2 separate regions of the Sus scrofa genome follow, and region 1 is linked to region 2. Evidence: chromatin contacts called from public HiChIP or PLAC-seq data. All regions are on one chromosome and are shown on one strand. Each heading gives the region's core, a stretch centred on a gene start, on an enhancer-like site or on the middle of the called end of the contact. The rest is flanking DNA. Distances are from core to core; before and after follow the strand shown. Region 1 has its middle 55 kb from the start of TNFAIP3. Region 2 has its middle 82 kb from the start of TNFAIP3.

Region 1 (6,605 bases), core at 3,945-6,444, 140 kb before region 2:
GCTGGATCATTCTATTTTTAGTTTTTTGAGACATCTCTATACTTTTCCACAGTTGCTGCACTGATTTGCCTTCCCATCAATGGTATACGAAGTTTCCCTTTTCTCCACATCCTCGCCAACATGTTATTTGTGGTCTTTTTGATGATAGCCATTCTGACAGGTGTGAGGTGATATCTCTTTGTGGTTTTGATTTGCATTTCCCTGATGATTAGCGATGTTGTACATTTTTTCATGTGCTTGTTGGCCATCTGCATTCCCTCTTTAAAAAAAATGTCTATTCAGTTCTTCTGTCCATTTTTTAATTGTACTTTTTTATGTTGGATTGTATGAGCTATTTATATATGTTGGATACTAATCCCTTATGGGGCAAATCATTCACAGATATTTTCTCCCATTGAATAGGTTGTCTTTTCCTTTTGTCAATTTTTTTTTTTTTTTTTTTTGCTTTGCAAAAGCCTTTAAGTTTAATTAAGTCCTGTTTGTTTATTTTTGCTTTTATTCTCATTACTCTAGGAGAGGAATCCAAAAAAATATTGTGGTGATTTACGTCAAAGAATGTTCTGCCTATGCTTTCTTCTAGGAGTTTTATGGTATCTGGTCTTACATTTACGTCTTTAATCCATTTTGAGTTTACTTTTGCATATGGTGTTAGAGAATGTTCTAATTCCATTCCTTTACATGTAGCTGTCCAGTTTTCCCAGCACCACTTAATTGAAAAGATTGTCTTTTCTCCATTGTTTATTCTTGCCTCCTTCATCATAGATTAGTTGACCGTAATTGAGCAGGTTTATTTCTGGGCTCTCTATCCTGTTTCATTGATCTTTGTGTCATCAACAGATGAATGGATAAAGAAGATGTGGTATATGAATACATTACATATATATTTATATATTATACAATAATACATAAAAAACATAAATATTATATATTCATATAAATATTTATACAGCTATAATATATAAAAATAACTGATATAGCAATTAAAAATAAATAAATAGGAGTTCCGGTCGTTGCACAGTGGAAACAAATCCAACTAGGAACCATAATGTTGCGAGTTCGATCCCTGGCCTCTCTCAGTGGGTTAAGGATTCAACGTTGCTGTGAGCTGTGGTATGGGCTGCAGACCCAGCTGGGATCTGGCATTGCTGTGGCTGTGGCATAGGCTGGCAGCTATAACTCCAATTAGCCCCTAGCCTGAGAACCTCCATATGCCGTAGGTGCAGCCCTAAAAAAGGAAAAAATAAAAATAAAATAAATAAATAAAAACATAGATAAAATATACAGGAAAAAAACCAACAAGGTCCCTCCTTGCAAACCATCCCACCCTTCCCTCCTGGGCTAGACCTCTGGAGCCTTGCTCTTATTGCAAATGTTCATCCAAATTCTGCTGTTGCCCCAGAGCCTTTTAGACTCAGCTCTGGTCCCTGAAAAGCATTTCTCTCTAGTTCCCAGAGTGTCCACCCTTGGCTTTGAACCGTGACACCCTGTTTTGACAAGGCCCTACTTCACTCCTTTTCTGAGGTTTTCCATTGCTTGTGGCCCCTAAAATTCTGCCTTTATTCCTATTCCATTAATCTTTACACTGCATGGTTTACTTGTAGCATGTTTACCAAACAGTTGTTAAAAACATGGTCTGCTTCTCCCATGTTTAGAATGAAGTAGCTGCTCAACAAATATTTTGGGAATGACTCAATCTGGGAACTTTTGTGTTGCTAAGTGAATGATTGAGCCCCTCCCAGGCAGGGAACTGACGTCCCTATCCACCACTTCAGGGCAGCCTTACAAAGACTAGAACACCTCAACTATCTGTGACAGGGATAAAAATTTTTGAGACATTAAGTCAATACCTTTTTGTTTCTGGTGATTCATTTTCCCCAATTTTTCTGGAAGTTGCTACCCCTTGGACCCAGGGCCAGAATTCAATGAGAACAAGAGCCATCACCACTCTTTGTTTAAAAACGAGGTCATAAAAGATTATAGTTAGACAAAAGCCTTAAAACAAAAACTGCTGTTTTGCAAAAGTTCAGCCTTGCTGAGGGGGGGGGGGGGGGACAGAAAAAAAAAAAAAAAGGCTAAAAGTAACCGTGTGGCCTGATGAGCTGGATGTCGGGGGCTGGTTCTAGGGCAGAAAGGAGAGAAAGGCAGTTCTTAGCCCCAGGAAGAGATTAATCACTAAGTCCCCATGACAGCCATCCTGAGCTGCAGAAAGATGCTGAATGAAAGACATGGGAGAAGGGCCAAGGCCAGACCTGGGCCTGGGGCAATCAGAGAGGTTTGGGGGGAATCTGTAAACATAACGGGAGCGGGGAAAACAGCCAGCCTCTCATGGATTTCCAGCACTCTCGTCAGGGGGTGGACCTGGGGCCACCACAGGTCCCTGGGGACTCACACACTGCAGCGTGGCACTAAGATGGCAAAGAGAGGAGGGGACTGGGAAGAAGGAGGGATACAGGCACCGCGGAGACCATCTGACTAGATGAGGCTTGGGGACAGAGTGCAGAATGCACAGACCCACGGAGACCATGCGGGTGGGCCACTGGACATCGGCAGGGGGTGGCAGCTCAATATCTGAGGTGCATGCTGGCTGTGAACAGCAAAAGCCCCAGGGAGCCAGCTGGAGGTCATCTGCACAAGCCTAGGGGCTGCAGAGGGCATTGGGGACCAGAGGTGTCCCCTCCCTTGGCCTAGCACACAGTCCTCTAGTCTAGAACAAGGAAAGAGAGAGGCGGAACTTCTTGACAGGGCAGAAACTGCCCTATGAGAGGATTTAAGCTTTGGAATGATGCAATATTTACCCCTAAAGAAATTTTTAGCCTGGAAAGAATGGAAATTGTCAAGGAAAACACATCTACTCTGTCATCAACAGGGGCTCCAAGCAAGATGAGCTCACTGAAGGGAACTAAAGAAGGATGCGTTTCTTTATTTCTGCAGATGTGATTCAGAGTGTGTGAATTGTAATGCCACTACAAATACATTAAGCATTTTTCCATCAAGGTTAAGAGGAAACAAATGCTTCTCACTCCCCACATTAGAAGCAATGCATCTTAGGGTTGCATCTTAAATCTAGGAAAAGCCTTCGATCACTATGCCCTGGGTTCTTACCACATACCTGCAATGTGCTAGTTCTGTTAAGCACAAAATTAAAATGTAATGTTCATTTGTGATATTTTGAACAAAATATCTTCATGGACAGGGAAAATGGAAAGATCCTTAGAAAGATGATACCTGTATTAATGATAGTATTACAAAATGAATGTCTTCCCTTGCTTCTAACAGGACCCCAATCCAAGCTTATGCATGTTCTTACTGATCACCAGCATGTTATGATTTCATATGCAGTTTCTCCCATCTCCAACTCTTCTTCTTAACCTCTGAATAGATGCTAGATAAACACACTCTAAGTGTATCAAGTCATCTGCCTACAATGAGCATGCACCTCAGATATTGAGCTGCCACCCCCTGCCGATGTCCCGTGGCCCACCCACTGGACATCAGGTGGGCCACGGGACATCCCTTCCAGTTTGGCTATGTTTTATTTCTTTTTTTGTCTGACTGCTTTGGCTAAGGCTTCCAATACTATGCTGTTTGTTTGGTTGATTTTTTGTCTTTTGTCTTTTAAAGAGCCATACCCGCGGCATATGGAGGTTCCCAGGCTGGGGGTCGAATCACAGCTACAGCTGTTGGCCTATGCCACAGCCACAACAATGCCAGATCCAAGCCACGTCTGTGACCTATACAACAGCTCATGGCAATGCCGGATCCTTAACCCACTGAGGAAGACCAGGAATTGAACCCACGACCTCATGGTTCCTAGTCGTTTCCACTGCTCCACGACAGGAACTCCCCAATGCTATGTTGAATAGAAGTGGTGAGAAAGGGTTTATTGCCTTATTCAAGATGAATGGATGTTACCACTTCAGTCTTAAAATTAAGCAGTTTCTCTACATGCAAAGCTATATTCCTAAAGTCCTAATATATCACAACTAACAACAACATAGGATTATTATGTGGGTTATGGTTTGCGACATGATTCATATTATTTCACTTAATCTGGATGTCAGGTAGGGCATTTATTCCACCCATTCTACAGATGAAGAAACAGAGGCTTCGCTGTTCAGCAATCTTTCTGAACAAAAACTAACACATTTTTAGACTCTCATATCTGTACTACCATTCTGCTCAAATATCTACCTTGGCTACTTCCATTCCTGGGATAATCGATTTGATCTTTGCTGCTGATTTAGAATGGACTCTGTCCTCTTTAATGTGGAGTATAGTTCCAGATCCTCACTTTGCACAAACACTTCCCTGATCAGCCATGTCCACACTGACCTGGCCTTTCTCTGGCCACCCACTGCACATCTGTTCCCTTGACATAGCCTTTTGGTAAGCCATTAAACTCTTCCTTGAAACACTCTTTTCCTGTTACTAATCTTTCAATATGTTTACATCTTGTTGTCCCAGTTAGATGGAGTTCCTCAAGGATCTTTTCCTATCCAGCCCTTTCATACTCCCTTACAGAATCCTTGGCACACCACAGGACCATAGATAGATGGATGGATAGATAGATAGATAGATAGATAGATAGATAGATAGATAGATAGATAGATGGATGGATGGATGGATGGATGGATGGATGGATAGATAGATAGATAGATAGATAGATAGATAGATAGATAGATAGATAGATAGACTTCCAGATTTGTTGATTGGCTGAAAGAGTTCACTTCCTCTTCTTTAAAAGAAAAGTGGCCCCAGGAAATCCCTGAACCCCTGGGACAAGAGAAGAACTCCAGACAATAAGCAACCACACTGAGAGGGAAGATACCCGCTTCACAATTTCCCTCTGAGACCCCAGCAATGAATTTATTATTTAATTCAGCCTAATGAAGATTGGTTGATTTCATTCTTCCAACAAGAGTGCTGTTCTGTATTTAAGGACCCAAACAAACATGCATAGCCTGCAAATATCATAGGAATGTCTTTATATGCAGATCAATGCATTCCCAGACCACTGCCTTGCACAGACCCACCAAGTGTAATCCGACTCTCTAACCTTGTGACATAGCCCATCATCTACAAAGTGCTGGCTTTATTTCCTTTTCTTAAAAAGTACATTCAATCTACTCCGGACTTTCCCGTCTGTCAGTGTAGCTTGAGGTGACTTCCTGCCCCGTCAGCCGACCGTGAGTCACATCACTGCTGCACGTTAGTTGGGCAGCTTCTGCATCTTCACCACTGGGGGAAAAGAAGGATGGATCTGAGCTATCAGACCACCCTCCTCCCCTGCTTAGGGGGCTCAGTTTTTCCCCTGTTCATTTAAACCTCATGTTATAAGCTCTTTGCCCTCCAGCTCCTGGCTTTGTGATGATGCTTCAAAAGACAGGAAAACCAGTTTCCTCCTTTCCAGAATGAAAATGACATTTTGAAAAATCCATCTCTGTAGTGAATGAATCATTTATCTGGGCAACCCCTTTTTCCCAAGGGGTCCTTCCTTTGAGCCACATTTCGGGGATGTCTTCAGTGAGGCAAATGGCAATGACAGAAGTGCTAGTTCTGGGATTCAATATGATGCAAGTAGGATTTAAAAGAAATTTCAAAATCACAGGAAAGGAGCTATGAGGGTAGATAGGGTAGATATGAAATACAAAGGAGAAAACTTCCTGGATTGGGGTCGCCATGCAAGCGAAATCATAAAGAAGCTGGGGGCTCAAGAATAAGCCACCTGAAGGAAGTCAGGGGAGTTTGGAGACCACTTCCGCCTACTGCAAATATCTTGCATGTTATTTAGCTACTTGGAAGTTTAAAGTCCTCATTCAAAGAGGATAAGGGAACAGTGACACTAAGCTATCTTATCTGATGCTTTTGAAAAGAGCAACAAAATGTTGTTGTGATGCACTCGTTAACTGTAAATGAATTTAAAATGCAATTCAGCCAGTGACACAACAATCCAGTTACATTGTCATCACCTCTGATTTATCCAGAGGTGTGGCTGATTAGGGATGTCAGGATATTGCCTCAGATTTTTGTTTGATTTTGTTTTCTCCCCCTTTCCAGATTGTTGGCATGAGAATGATGGGGGGGCAGGGGATGAACAGGTAAATTAGAGCTGGGAGTAGAAGAAGGAACTCTTAGTTATGATCATATATTTATTTGTTGAGGGGTGGGGAGTAGCTGGTCAGCCCAAGCCCTCTTGAGTCTTAAATCAGGGAGAGTCACCGACCCTGACATGGCAAAGCTGAGAAAAGAGCTATAAGCCTCTCATAGTAGAATGTTCCATTAGCATTCTACTCGTTTCAGTATCACTAATAACTAAATTACCTGTAACCATTGTAACCAAAGCACCACCAGCCCAACTATTGACATATGTGTAATAGAAACAGATGGCAAGCTTCCATTCTGAGTTTTTTCAATGTCATCTCAATTTGAAACTCTCTGGTTCATTTACTGGACCATACATCTGATCATATAGCCTGATATCAACTTCAGAAAAAAATGTGTCATTATTTTTATCAAGGAAAATCAGGCTAATGCCCATCAAAGTATAAGTGATGAGTAATGGAAATTGGCTATAAATTAACAAATGGTCTGAAAAAGGATGGAAG
Region 2 (7,322 bases), core at 4,649-7,148:
CCTATCAGCCTCCTCAGAGCTCTGACCTATGTTCTCTGCTTCTCAAGATTTGTGTTCAATTTGCAGTAAGCTAAAACCAAAGCATGAAAAGCCATCACTCTCATATATGCCCTGGTTTATAATTTTAAAAAAGAGAGAGAAAAAAAAAAAGCTTCCAAAATAACTGAAATACTTTGACAATGACTTAGAATAAAATTGTGAAATGAGGACTGTCATTGACCCAATTCTGTCCCCCGTTCTAAGGGCAACCTGCCACAATGTGATGTCTTCTTCCTAAGATACTCATCCTGGTACCCAACTCAACCTGGTACCCAATGCCTTCACATCATTAGTAAGAAGAGCTCTGATGTGTTGGGCCCCACATAAGGTAGCTCTTACTTATCATGTACTCATTTATTCTTTCCCTACCTTATTCCAGCTAGTGCTCTAGAAAGCTGGTAGGATTGCTGCCCACTTTTTATGTAAATGGAAACTGAGGCCCAGAGAACTAAGTACATTTCTAATATCCCAAGAACTGCAAGTGCAAAATCAGGATTGGGATCTGAGTATGTCTCATGTCTAAGCTCGCCTCTCCTGCCTGACACATGTATACACTTTCCATATTTTCCTCGTGGAGCAAGGAAGATCCTACCCCACCCCCTTCTCTCTTACCTGTCCAGTATTCTTGGGGAGCTATTGCTGTAGAAATCAATTTAATCCAAAAAAAATGTGCTCTAGTGATATTGGCTAATAAAGGTCTAATAGCCTGTCATAATAGCTAAGGCTTATTAAGTACTCACTGTGTGCTAGTTAGTCACTGAGCAAAATACTTTATTTATGCCATATTTTAATCTTTGCCCAGTTTGGGGAGAGTAGGCATTATTATTACCTTCACTTGACAGAGGAAGACATTTAGGCTTAGAGGGCGGCATGTCCCCAGGTTACAGTTAGGAAGTGGCAGAGCCTGGATGGGACCAGGTGGCACATTTTGAAGCTGAGTGCTTGGCATCCCTCACTCGTACCCAAAGACATTTGTACTGAAGAAAACAGTCTTGGAAAGCACAGTTTTAATCACAAGAAATGAATCTGAATTCATGATCTCCTATCTCCAGCTGGGAATATTTAATACATGAAGGGGTTTTCTTAAGCATTTTTCCAGGTCTTTCAAATACTCATACTTTCTCTGTGGGCTAGTCTTGACGTCCTGAAATCAAACTTAAATCAAGTGTTTACAGTGACTCAAAATAAGACCCTCTTTCTCCTTAGGTCTTAAGAGATTTTAAGGTATATGCCTCAAAAGAAATCATATCCAAAACTTATGATTACCAAAGGGGATGGGGGGAATGGACTGAGGGTTTGGGATTGGCATATGCACATGTGGTATGTGGAATGATTGGCCAATGGGGAGCTGCTGAATAGCACAGATCTATGGGGGGAAAGAATCTGAAAGAGAATGGATGTGTGGTGTGTCCGTATAACGGAATTTCTTTGTTGTACGGCAAAAATGATCACAACCTTTTCAATCAACTATACCTCAATAAAATTTTAAAAAATGAAAAAGAAAGAAAGAAAGAAATCACATCCAGAACAACACGTTGCATCCACACAACATCTGGTCAGTCAGCAGCTTCCGGGGCCAGTGAGTCATATTTTTCAAATCCTTTCTTCCCGCTCTTTCTTTCTTTTCTTTTATTCTTTCTTTCTTTTTTTTTTTTTTTTTTTTTTTTGTCTTTTTGCCATTTCTAGGGCTTCTCCCATGGCATATGGAGGTTCCCAGGCTAGGGGTCTAATCAGAGCTGTAGCCACCGGCCTACGCCAGAACCATAGCAACTCAGGATCTGAGCCGCCGCGTCTGCGACCTACAACACAGCTCACGGCAACACCGGCTCCTTAACCCACTGAGCAAGGCCAGGGATTGAACCCACAACCTCATGGTTCCTAGTCGGATTCGGAACCACTGAGCCATGACGGGAACTCCTCTTCCCACTCTAAGTGTACTTTTCCCTCTTGGTCAGAAAGGAAAGGTAGAAACGCATTCCCAGGCAAGCATCTTCTCGAGAATGTTCCAGGGAACTTTTCATCTATAAGATGCTTTGTCCCCTCCCCAAAGTGCAGCAAAATCTGTTAGGAAAGAGTCTTCAATGGACCTGCACCACAGGTACAATTTATCTTGCTGAAATTCCGCTAACCTCACACCAAAAAGTAGTGGTGGGGAAATCCTTTCTGTCCTCTATTTCTCTTGCTCCATTTCAAACTAGACTTGGTCTCTGCCATCAAAAGAGTAGAGAGATCATCCCTGAAATGCAAAGAGAAATAAAAACATTCTCTGCCATTATGCTTCCATGGGTCCAGCTGTATTGTTTGAGGGTGGTTTTCCCTCCTCACAAGCAACTATTGCTATTTGAAGGGTCATTTTGACAATAGACTATTCTTGACTTTTTAAAGTATCTTTAGAACAGGCCATTCTCCTGTTCCTACAAATACAGTTTTATGGTTTATATGTCACCCCTTTGTTGACTTATTGTTTATGGCTGCTTTTATGTTACAACAAGAGCTGAGGAATGGGGACAGACAGCCCACAAAGCCAGAAAACTTATGAGCTGGCCCTTCACCCCCAAACAGTGGCCAACCTCTGCTTTAGAACTTCACCTTCCACCCCAGACATAACCCCACTCTAATGGTCAAGGGTTTTTATGCTGGAGTCAAAGTAAGATTTCCAGTGAGAATTCAGTGCCGCAGCTTTGCTGGTTATGCTCAACACAGTTCCTTAACTTCCTCTATACCTCAGCTTCTTTATCTGTAGAACAATATCTATGAGAACAGCACTGGTTTGGAGGGTTGTGAGGATTCAGTGAACTACCTACCACATGTAAATCACACATTATAGTACTTGAAGCAAATTCTCAAAAGTTTTTAGCTATTATTATCATTTTTATTGTTGATATTATTATTGATATTTTTGTCATGATTTACAGCCCTGAGAGCATAAATAAGAACCTGAGAGGAATTTCAGGAATAGATAACCTTCCTTTGTCTACCATTTCTCAAGTTTCTATGACCAGAGAAACCCTGTCCATGCTCCCTGGAGACCTTCCAGAGACACGGCCCTGCCTTAAGGCCTCAGGACCAATCTTCCTCCAGGGCTTCATGTTTCAAGCTTCAATGTTTTCTTACCCCTTGTTTCTAGCAAATTCTACTTCTCCTGCCACTCACTTACTTGGGGATCTAACTCGCAGCTCGTTGAAAGCCACCCACGTGAAAGATGAGCTAGTCCTGGTAACATATAAATGTCTGAGGGTGTTACCTCTTCGCACTCTGTGGCCTTCTGGACACACGCCATGTGACCCAAAACAATCATTCTAACCAAACGGCAAGCATTGGGGCATCTCAGGAAGAGATGGTAGAGCAAGGGGCCATTTGGCACCCTTGCAATTCACAGTGCATATTTGTCTATGCATGAGATGAATCTAAGATAATTGCTAAAGGAATACCTGGGCATTTGTTCTGGTGTTAGGACAGGTAGGGAAGAGACCTGGAAACAAATATTCATCCCCACACAGATGCTAATGATGCCTCACCAAAACTCCCTGGACTGGATCACTAGCTTCATCATTATCTCACCTGTGTTTTTCTCCCCAGCAGGTATGCCCCATCCAAGGATGCACACCCCAGAAGGCACCACAATCCAGGATGTGAAGCCGGGATCGCTTCTCCCCGCCATCAGCTCAGGGCTCTCTGGCCATAAGAACACCTGATCCAAGCTGGGCTTTCTTCTGGGAATTTGAGCCTTTGGTGATAATCCCAGGTTAGGACATTCCACAGATGAGGAAACCAAAACTCAGAAAGATTGAGTGGCTGCCTGTGTTCCCACAGTTACTAAAACGGTAGGTCTTGAATTCAAATTCAAATTTCTTAGACTCCAAAGCCCTTTCTCTGTCTGCTGTACATATTACCTCTCGAAAAAGATGGTTGTAGCCACAACTGAGAAGTAATCAGATTTTTTCTCCACCTTAAAAGCTGAGTAGCATGGGCACTTCTTTACATGTCTGTGGTGGGGGGGTCCCAAAATATGGGTCATGCTCATCCAGTGAATTCAACACTTTATTATAATAATCTCACCCAATTCCTGTAGCACACATGGCTCTAAAATAGACACTCCTGCTCATCCTGCATCAGAATCTTTTCTAAGTTCATTTTCCCCTATCTGAGTCCTCCTTTGCCACTGGAGCTTCTAAGCTCCAAAAGTATAGCCTGAGCCATTTTTTTTTTCTTCCTCTCCTAACAGGTGAGGAAGTGAACTATTTCTATTCACTTCCTAAAATCTCCTCTTATGCTTCCTTGTTGCATGAGCTTGATCTGCAGTGCCTAGAATAACACAATCTGAAAAAGCATGATGATGAATGTCAGATGCTATGGTACTTGCTTTCCATTTGAATACATTTTTTAAAGTGACATTTTCAAAGTCTATTGTTTACAGTATGTGAGAAGTTACGTCCTTTACTTTAGCTTATGATGAAAAATTTTAGAAGATCAAAGTGAAAAATACATAGTCTTTCAAATAACTTTGAGGGGCCAAAGTAAAGATGTTGGAAGATGGAGTTCCTTTGTGGCTCAGCAGTAATGAACCTGTCTAGTATCCATGAGGATCGGGGTTTGATCTCTGGCCTCTCTCAATGGGGTAAGGATCCAGTGTTGCTGTGGCTGTGGTGTAGGTTGCAGATATGGCTCAGACCTGGCATGGCTGTGGCTGTGACATAGGCCAGCAGCTACAGCTCTGATTTGACCCCTGTCCTGGGAACTTCCATATGCTGCAGATGCAGCCCCACCTCCAAAGAAAAAAAAAGATGTTGGAAGATTAATGATGGAAGAGGATGGATACCAATGTTAACCCTCAGGACTGGGCCAGTTAATAGGAAGGAATAGTCAGAGGATGGGCTGGAAGAGGTGGTGACGGAGCAATCTAGAAGGGCTAGGAGTGAGGGTGGCCACCATTGTGGAGAGGGGAGGGACCTTCCTGAGAGGCACTAGTGTGTGCCTAGGCTCAGAAGCAAGAGAACCTGGAATAGGTGGTTCTGACAGTCATACGTATTAAACACAGGCCAGTGAGGGAAAATGAGCCTAGGAAGGATGGGGGGAATCACATGAGACAAAAACAACCTAGCCCAGCAATGCATTCTTAGAGATTTCCTTTGTCATGATTCTGGATGAGTGATGGATAAAATAGACTCGGGTCCAGGGAACTTGGGATTGCAGCCCAGCTCCAATCTGTCTGTGAGGAGCTGGACAAATGCTTCTCTGGGCCTTTGCTCCAGAATCTGAAAAAAAAAAAAAAAAAAAAAAAAAGGAAAATTAAAAGAACTTATTTCATGGAGCTGCTTTAGAAATCAAATAAGGAGTTCCCATCATGGTGCAGTGGAAACAAATCTGATGAGGAAACATAAGGTTGCGGGTTCGATCCCTGCTCGCTCAGTGGGTTGGGGATCTGGTGTTGCCGTGAGCTGTGGTATAGGTCGCAGACGCAGCTTGCATCTGGCGTTGCTGTGGTTCTGGCGTGGGTTGGCGGCTATAGCTCCCATAGGACCCCTAGCCTAGGAACCTCCATATGCCACAGGTGTGGCCCTAAAAAAACTAAAAAAAGACCCCCCAAAAGAAATCAAATAAGAGAACCCCTGTAAAGCATGTGGCATGGTGTCTGGTATATAATCAGCTGTAATAAATAGTGGGTATTTATATCATTGTTTCTAAAATTGTGCTTAAATATGATCTGATCATTTTCCTGCTTAAAATCCTTGGGTTGTTTCCTCTTGCCTTCAATATGAAAGTCCAAACTCACTAATGTTATCTGACACGTCCCCCTCCCTATGATTAGCAGCAACACCTTCCCAGGCCACTCCCCAGAATTGGAATGAGAGCAGTAATAAAGTATTATCACCATAAGCAAGTCAAACTGTCACAGATAATGCTGCACTAAAGGACCAGGGGCCACCTCTGAGTCCAGGAAAAAAGGGAAACTATCCCTGCATCCTGCTCTGTCCCCCTTATCACTCTGCTGTCCCAGCTCTGTTCCCACCGTCACTCTGCTGTCCTAGCTCTGTCCCCCTCAACTACTCTGCTATCCCAGCTCTGTCCCCACCGTCACTCTGCTGTCCCAGCTCTGTCCCCACCATCACTCTGCTGTCCTAGTTTCATGCTTCTGCCATATAGTCAGTGCCTGGGGTTGTCAAAGATTTGATGACCGTGTATTAAAATAATGCGGAGAAAAGGCACCATACTCCAATTCTGAAATGACAAGGCTTGTGGAGGGATACTCAGTACAGTGAAATAGAGAGAGGGAAGTTAACCAGTGATTTTGAAATATGTGGTTGGAATTACCCCAATCAAAATATCTTTTAGTTCCTTTTTATCACTTTTTTTTTCTCTTTTATTTTATGCCATTTGAAGGAAGAGTTTTTTCAGATGGGAGTGGGAGGTTTGGGAGGGAAACTGTCATCATGAGCTGTATCCTATTTTTCAGCGCTCCCTCCCCAATTTCTTCTCTCTGCTGGCAGGGCGGAGGCCACCAGCTTTGTCTAACCAACAGCTAGAAGGCCTGGAACCTCGCATTTGCAATGTCCTGACTCTAATCTTATCTCTCTATGCATACACTCTGACACAGGTGTGTGTGTGTGTGTGTCCCAACCTCTTATCTCATCCACAACACCCAGACTGTGACAACAGAAATGGAGAGGCAGAAAATACATTTCAGATACATCCTTTAGAAGACTGGTCTAAAGGAATAAATATCTGATTAAATGATAGGGGAAAAGAGATATTTAGGAAAATTCCCAAATCTCTAGCTATGGTGACTAAATAGATAACTATACCACTCACCAAAATAAGAGGTGAGTTTGGTGTTTCAATTTACATACTTGAGGTCCCCACGAGATGGTTCAATGAAGATGGTTAGTAGGCAGCTAGGTCTGAAGAACCAGAACAAGGTGCGGGCTGGAGGTGGCGGTAAGGTTGTCATTAAAGTTGCTGGTAAAATAAATGATGCTAAGAAAAGAAAAACAATGACAGACCCCTAGGAAACTGCATCATTTAAAGATAAGAAGCCACAAAACAATTGACAGAGGGTTAGAAGGAAAACCAGAGAGAACATGATCTGAGCAGCTAATAGAGGGACTGCTTTTTAAAAGGAGGACGAGGTTAAGGGAGTCACAGGTAAAAGAGGTCATGGACAGGACTCATTCATTCATTGAGTCATTCATTTGACAAATATTGGAGGTCTAAGCTGCCATAGCATGGTCTAGATGCTGGGGACAGAGGACACCAGGAAATCACCTTGCTCTCAGGGAACTGAG

What was found. HiChIP or PLAC-seq counts read pairs in DNA pulled down with a chosen protein or histone mark.
Region 1: an H3K27ac HiChIP or PLAC-seq map of alveolar macrophages shows a contact between it and region 2. The contact joins two enhancer-like sites. A contact is called at or near these places in 1 of 47 Hi-C or Micro-C datasets (fibroblasts) and 1 of 2 datasets of contacts at active chromatin or transcription factors (alveolar macrophages).

The regions. Positions count from the first base shown.
Region 1 is chr1:26,537,715-26,544,319 of Sscrofa11.1, reverse strand. No RefSeq gene overlaps it. Among named protein-coding and RNA genes, the nearest start is that of TNFAIP3, 55 kb to the right of the region's middle. Within about 2 kb of position 5,194, at least 11 of the 83 cell types and tissues checked have an H3K27ac peak or open chromatin away from gene starts, as enhancers often do. A contact at or near this core is called in alveolar macrophages, where this site is marked.
Region 2 is chr1:26,400,202-26,407,523 of Sscrofa11.1, reverse strand. No RefSeq gene overlaps it. Among named protein-coding and RNA genes, the nearest start is that of TNFAIP3, 82 kb to the left of the region's middle. Within about 2 kb of position 5,898, at least 5 of the 83 cell types and tissues checked have an H3K27ac peak or open chromatin away from gene starts, as enhancers often do. A contact at or near this core is called in alveolar macrophages, where this site is marked.